Linked DNA regions of Sus scrofa: region 1 is linked to region 2. The links are chromatin contacts, called in public HiChIP or PLAC-seq maps. All regions are on one chromosome and are shown on one strand. The core of a region is the stretch at or near the end of the contact, and the rest is flanking DNA. Distances in the headings are between cores, read along the strand shown. Region 1 overlaps CLIP1 (CAP-Gly domain-containing linker protein 1). Region 2 holds the start of CLIP1 (CAP-Gly domain-containing linker protein 1).

Evidence for each region. HiChIP or PLAC-seq counts read pairs in DNA pulled down with a chosen protein or histone mark.
Region 1: an H3K27ac HiChIP or PLAC-seq map of skeletal muscle shows a contact between it and region 2. The contact joins the enhancer-like site here to the promoter of CLIP1 in region 2. A contact is called at or near these places in 5 of 5 promoter capture datasets (fetal liver, fetal skeletal muscle, liver and 1 more), 6 of 47 Hi-C or Micro-C datasets (embryonic fibroblasts, heart right ventricle, mesenchymal stem cells and 2 more) and 2 of 2 datasets of contacts at active chromatin or transcription factors (alveolar macrophages and skeletal muscle).

Annotation. Positions count from the first base shown.
Region 1 is chr14:30,391,210-30,394,528 of Sscrofa11.1, forward strand. It overlaps CLIP1 (CAP-Gly domain-containing linker protein 1), which reads left to right. Exons shown (of 26, transcript XM_021072961.1): 5 at 38-260. Among named protein-coding and RNA genes, the nearest start is that of CLIP1, 72 kb to the left of the region's middle. Within about 2 kb of position 1,977, at least 16 of the 83 cell types and tissues checked have an H3K27ac peak or open chromatin away from gene starts, as enhancers often do. A contact at or near this core is called in skeletal muscle, where this site is marked.
Region 2 is chr14:30,319,426-30,322,778 of Sscrofa11.1, forward strand. CLIP1 (CAP-Gly domain-containing linker protein 1) reads left to right here and starts at 1,445. Exons shown (of 26, transcript XM_021072961.1): 1 at 1,445-1,596.

The DNA of each region.
Region 1 (3,319 bases), core at 727-3,226, 72 kb after region 2:
TTCTTTTTGCTACTGTTCTCATTCTTGTCCTCAAAAGGTATTTTCAATGTCAACCCAAATATGGCCTGTTTGCTCCTGTCCACAAAGTGACCAAGATTGGCTTCCCTTCCACCACACCAGCCAAAGCCAAAGCTGCTGCTGTGAGGCGGGTGATGGCAACCACTCCCGCCAGCCTGAAGCGCAGCCCCTCCGCCTCCTCTCTCAGCTCCATGAGCTCCGTGGCCTCCTCCGTGAGCAGCAAGCCCAGTCGGACAGGATTGGTGAGCCCCCCTTGCATATCCACATCCCAGGCATGACCAACGCCCCGTCAGTGCACCTGCTTTGCTTTGGGAAATGCTTAATCTCCCCCTGCCCTTGCACTAAATGCTAGTTGTAGTGTGTGAGAGCCCCTACAGATGTCAGAAAACAAACTGACCACTAGTAAGAATAAAAGCTTTAAATAGAGTTTTTAACAGCCCCTTTCTGATGCTTGAGGCTTTAAGTAAATGTCCCAGTTCTTAGTGAATCTCTAGTAACTACTGCTTCATCTAATATATGGCATGATTCTTTCTTCTGAAATTATTTTGGTGCAAGAATGATAGGAACATTGGAGGGATCCTTTGCTTCAAGGACCTGGGTCTCCTTCTCTTTGACTTCAACTTTAGGAACTAAAGTATTTTGAGCAAAGGCATGTTCTTAGAATTTCAATATTACATTAATACAGTTGAGCCGCCTGAAAGTAGTCACAGTGTGGAGTGTTCCTGATGGAGGATGCAGAAGGGAACTTGGGGAACTTGAAAGGATGCTAGGGAAAGCCAGGTGTTGTTTTGTCTTCTCTCTCCATCTCCCCCATCCCACTCCTCCGTCTTCCTCACTCTCCATCTTTCCTGTTTAGATCAGTAAGATAAAAATCATCAGAATCAAAACAGGCAGCCTCTCATTCTGTTTGTTAATGTCATGCTTTTTTAGGGTCAAAGCAATGACTGTTTGGATTCACTGCCCCCCCCTTTAGTTTATTCACTTGGAGTGAGGCAAACACTGCTTGAATTTGAAATGGCAGGATAAGGCTATACTCCAGATTGAGTCCTGGATCTCTGTGTTATGCCAGGGTCCACAGACGGGAGTTGGATTATGAAGCATGATGGGAAGTAAGGCCACTGGCCCTGGATTTCTTTTCACCTTCATTCCACTGATGTTGGACAGGGAAGGGAGGAGAGGAGGAATATTTCTTTAAAGCAGGGGTTATGCTCCTCTGCAGCCAGCTGGACTTCCTTCCTCTAATGTTCATGTAAAATAAATAACCTGCTCGGACTATGTCATTTTGCATATAAAAGAATATCTGGGCGTTCCCGAGGTGGCACAGCAGAAATGAATCCCACTAGTATCCATGAGGATGCAGGTTTGATCCCTGGCCCCCCTTGGTGGGTTGGGGATCCTGAGTTGCCACAAGCTGTGGTGTACGTCACAGATGCAGCTTGGATCCCTTGTTGCTGTGGCTGTGGTGTAGGCCAGCAGCTATAGCTCTGATTTGATCCCTAGCCTGGGTACCTCCTTATGCCACACATGTGGCCTAAAACATAAAAGCCAAAAAAAAAAAAAAAAAAAAAAAGTCTGTGTCTTCATAAAAATTATAAATGAACTTTATGAGAAAAGCTTGACAAGAACTTTTTGGATGTTTGAATGAAATGGAGGTGAAGAAACCCCTCTGTTTGGACCATGCCGTATTAGCATGGATTGGTGAACTCTAAGGTGTATGTCTGGTTTACTTTGCTCATCCGGGAACAATTCTGCAGAAGTGTCTACCCTGGGTTAGAAATTCTTTCTTGAGTAATTTTTATTGCGTTGTAATTAAGTGTCTGTTTGGAGAATACCCAAGCCCTCCTTGCTCCCTCCAGCCTCTTTTACTTTTTTTTTCTTTTTTGGCTGCCCTGTAGCACATGGAATTCCTGGGCCGGGGATCAGATCCAAGCAACAGTTGCAACCCAAGCTGCAGCTGCAGCAATGCCAGATCCTTAACCTTCTGTGCCGGGCCAGCCATCAAACCTGTGACCTAGCGCTCCCCAGACACCGTCCATCCCGTTGCACCATAGTGGAAACTTCTAGCCTCTTGTACTTTTTAGACCAGTTCTGACTCCTTTTAGCTCACACCTCATTCAGTGACAAAAACTAGCAAAAGAGAAATGAGTTTCCCTGCCTTGTAAAACAGCTAGTTTTTGTACATCTTTCTATAGAGAGCTGTCATTTTTTAAGGCAAAAATGACCATAAATGAATATACCAAAAATACAGAATAATTGAAAGCATGACTTCCTAAAAAGACATCTCAGCAGTAGGATTCCTTGTGTGTATATGAAAATGCCGAAAGATTCTTTAATGATCTTCTGAAAGTGTTGAGTACAGAGGTGCCCAAACTTTTCAGTTTCACAGACACTTAAGTACAACGCAATAAAAATTACTCAAGAAAGAATTATTTTTTCACAGTGCCTATAGGCCAAAAGAAATAACTAACAGTCCTGTTTATTAAGTAATTAGGTCCAAACAACTTAATACTTATGTCCTTACAATTTAGTAGCTCTTCAAAAAAAAAACAATGACACGCATTAATTGAAAGGAAACGTAACATTTTGTTTTCATTCTTAAATAGCCACAGTTACTATTAGGTTGCATGCTCTCGTTGGGCACTGTGTATCCTGTCAAAGGGTGGACTCTTACCGAGCACTACCGTCCCCATGTCCTGTGCTGCATGGAGTTTTGCACAGAACTTTCTTTTTGTCCTGGCAGTAGCCAGAACCCAGCTTTGGAAAGACATGACGTTATGGAAAGGAATGTAGTACAGACCACAACTGAAACCCAGTTGCCTCCAGCTAGTAGTTTGCACTGTGTCCAACAGTTGTCGCTGTTTCCCTAGGCATTTAGAAACATTCCACAGCACCCTGTGAGTTTGCTGCAGCACCCTGGGGTGTATCTCTGTGGAGGGTTTGGGAACCTCAGATTTAGTGTATCCAGGAAGAATTGCTAGGACGGGAAAGTATAACCACGTGGTGAAATTGGAAAATCAAGGTCAGAGAGTTAAAGAGAACAAGGAATTGCTGCCCTCCCTCTGCCCCCCCCCCATCTATTTAAGTAATTCAACAATTTCACTAAATAGATACAGCAAAGGACAATTTGGGTTTAATTCACTCTCATAGTCGAGCAGCTACCCAACTATTCATTGACGGCAGATCCTTGCTGTCAGTCTGTATCCTGGATGGGGTTCAGGGAGATGGATGATGAGAACATTCGAGTGGCAAAGAAGGCTTTGATTGCAGAGGATGAAGTCAAGTCAGCCTTTATCTAGAGTGA
Region 2 (3,353 bases), core at 195-2,694:
TACAGCTCTGATTCAACCCCTAGCCTGGGAACTTCCATATGCCAAGAGGGCAGCCCTAAACAGACCAAAAAAAAAAAGAATAAGAGGAGATAAGAGGAAAACAGAAGTGTTTATTTGCATCCCACTCAACAGTAGTCTCTGCCTTTTTCTACCGCATCTATGATTATATAGGTTGTGCATTAGTGCTGAAAAGTATTCAGATGAGAGGGTGAGGTATGACTTTCAGATTAGGAATATCCATACTGGATACCAGGGGTGCCACCACACTTTGACCTTGCAACTTGCAAACTAAGGTGATGTTGAGTTAGGAAACAGGATTTTTGTGACTTAAGCCTGAATCCAGGGGAGGTGCCAGCAGATACATTTACTTGTTTGTTCAGAACTCCATGCATTTTCATTGCAGTTCCCTCCCCCTGCTCTGTGCATGCCTGTTGGTCCAAGCAGCACCAGTGCTTTGAATAAAGGTCAGCAAGGGGGTCACCCTCCTGATTATTCCCTTCCACCAGAGAGGATGGGGAAGCCCTGGGCCCCCTATCCACTACTAAGTCGTTGTAAAATACTGGGCTTCACCCACAGCTGCAAATTCCTTCCAGGAGCTGCAAAGCTTCTGGGGTTGCCATGGTCCATGGGAGTGAAATGCTGGCCGCCCTCCGCTGCACCGGCCCGGAGCAGGCTGTTGCTGCCTCCCCTCCAGTCCCTTTCAAAAGCTTTTAAAGGAGATCCCTGTGGGGAGGTGGGAGGACAGGACGTTAACCAGGGCTTCCCTCCAAGCGGCTGAGGCGAATAAAAGGCTTTTCTCAAACTGACGGAGCAAGTGTTGGGTTTGTTTCAAGGGATTTTTAAACTCTCGGTCTTTCCCTGGAGGGAAGGGGAGGGAGGAGATGGTCCTTCTCAAGCTTCATTTGCTGCAGTGCTTTCCCCAGAGGTTGCTCACCCTGGGTCTTACTTGGAGGGCGAGGAGGGCAGAGAGGACGCTCCCTAAAGTTAACCAGCTGTGGGCAGCTCCTCCGAGCTTATTTCAAAGGATTTCTCACCCTGGATCTGGCAAAAAAGGAAAAGAAAAAAGAAAAAAATCAGCTGCAAATTAACAGGCTGTGCGATCAAGTCTCAATGGAGCTCTCGGGTGTGACTTGCAAATTCTGGGAACACGTTCAGAAAATGGGGAACTAACCGAGATGATGAGAAGCCCCTTGGTCCAGGCCTCTCGGGTTTCCTCGCACCTTCTTCCCCATCCCGGTCCTCTCTGGGATCTGAGAGCTGGATGGCGGGCGCGCCGGGGGTCTGAGGTTCGTTTCTCCAGAGCGGCGGCCCGGGTGCAGACAAAGAGGCAGCGGCTGGGGGCTCGGACGCGGAGCTGGCGGCGGGGTCCGAGGCGCTGGGCCGACCGGAGTGGGCGCGGCGGCGGAGCGCGCGGGGTGGAGCCGCCGCGGCGTCTTCTCCAGGCGGCGCGCGCCCGCCCGGCCCCGCGGCGGCGCGTCACGCTCTCCCCCGCCCGGAGCCGACGAGCCGGGAGGCGGGAGGCGGCGGCCGCGCGGCTGCTGCTGCTGCAGTGGGGCAGGTGGCGGCGACTGGCGGCTACCGAGGCGGCGGCGAGCGGTGAGCGGGGCGAGCGGGCGCGGCGCGGGCCCTCTCCCCTTCCCCGTCCCCTCCTCACCTTTCCCCTCCCGCCCCGCCGGGCCCTCTCCTGCCCTCCCGGCTTGGGGTCGGGGGCCGGCCCGGCGTCCGAGAGGGGGACCGAGTCCCGCGCACCGCCCCCCCTCGAGGGGTTCCGGGGAGCCCCAGGGGGATGGCCCTGGAGGCCAGGGGTCTCTGGGGTGCTCCCCCGGAGCCGGAAAAGTCGCCGGCCCTGTCAGCGCCGAGCCCGGCCTTCCCTTCCTCCGCCCGCCTCAAGATGGAGCTTGGACTCCTTGCCCCTGCGCCGCCCCAGGCGCCGCTCCCTCCCTGGCGTCCCTCTCTGCTCCCCTCGGCCCTGGGGGGGTGGACCCCCTGGAGGGGCCGAGGCCCGGCGGGACCTGTTGCCCCGGCGGCCACCTGAGCATTGCCCGGGCCCTTGGCAGCGGTGCCCGCGAACCGGAATGGAGGGCACCCTGGCCGTGGCCTCGGCGGCGAGCTGACCCAACTGGCCTGGGGCCTGGCCGGCCGTGGCTTTTGTCCCCCACACACAGCCCCCCCGAGTGGGACTGATTGTTGGAGAAGGTAGATGATGAGAGGTGATAGGGATTTCTGAAATAACCCCGCTGCCCCGTAACCCGAACCTTCTGCCTCGGCAGGGGATTGGCTCTGAAGGCAGATGACACTTGTTCAGAGGTTATTTTAAAAGCAGACACCACTGCTTCCCCTCCTTTGGCGGTCCTGTGCTTCAAATATCTGATTTTGATCTGGGGAGAAATCCTGAACTCATCTTTCTCCACTTCATGTGGCTTTTCCATCTGGCAGGAACCGCGCCCCACCCCCCCCTCCCGTCACAGCCCCACCTCTTTGCTTTGAAGAAATTACACGTTCAGTCTGCAATGTTTCGATACCTGTTTTTAGCAAAACCTGGGCGCCAATTACTGTATTTTAAAAGGAGGGTGGAAAAAATGCTGCATCTTTTTTTTTTTTTTGGTTCGGCAGCCTTGACTTCTTTCTGTTCTAGGTTAGGACCCTGCCTGGCCAATAAGAGCTTTGTATTAGTGTTACTGCTGTTGCTCTTATGGTTGTGGTTCTGGTTGGTGTTATTTTTATTTTTTATTTTTTAAAAACTGCTACTACCTATAGTATGCACAGCCTAGAGACCAAATGTATTAGACCTTTGGGTTTAATGATAACCTTTGACAAGAGTGCTCAGGTATGTTGCTCCTCAGCTTTGGTGCATTTTTCTCTGGAAATGTTAACCTTTATTGAGGGTTTCTGGTGGTCAGGCCCTGGGCTAGTGTTTCGTGTGTCTTATCTTATTAATTAATCTAACCTGTGACTGTGCTATCATTATCCCCATTTTACAGAGGAGGCATAGAAAGGTCAAGGACCTTGCCCTGCCCAGGGCCACACAGCTGATAAGTGGTGGTGTCAGGATTTGAGCTCAGGTATTCTGACTCCAGGTGCTTTGTTATTGAATTAGTGTGGTGGCTGTCTGACAAGGAGCAAGGCTGGCCCTTATTAAAGCAAAGACAGTGGGTGTTTGCTTGGCCAAGGGCTTGTCCTGGGTTTTTAAGGTTCAGAGAAAGTGAAGTACAGCTTAGGCTTCTGCTAGGCCTAGTTCAAAAGGTAAAAAAACAAACTGGATGGACCCTTCGAAGGTATTCTAAAGATAAAGATGGTGCTCTTCCCTGTTTTTCTCAACAATTGCTTAAGCTCCTACTTGAGTTTGAATATGG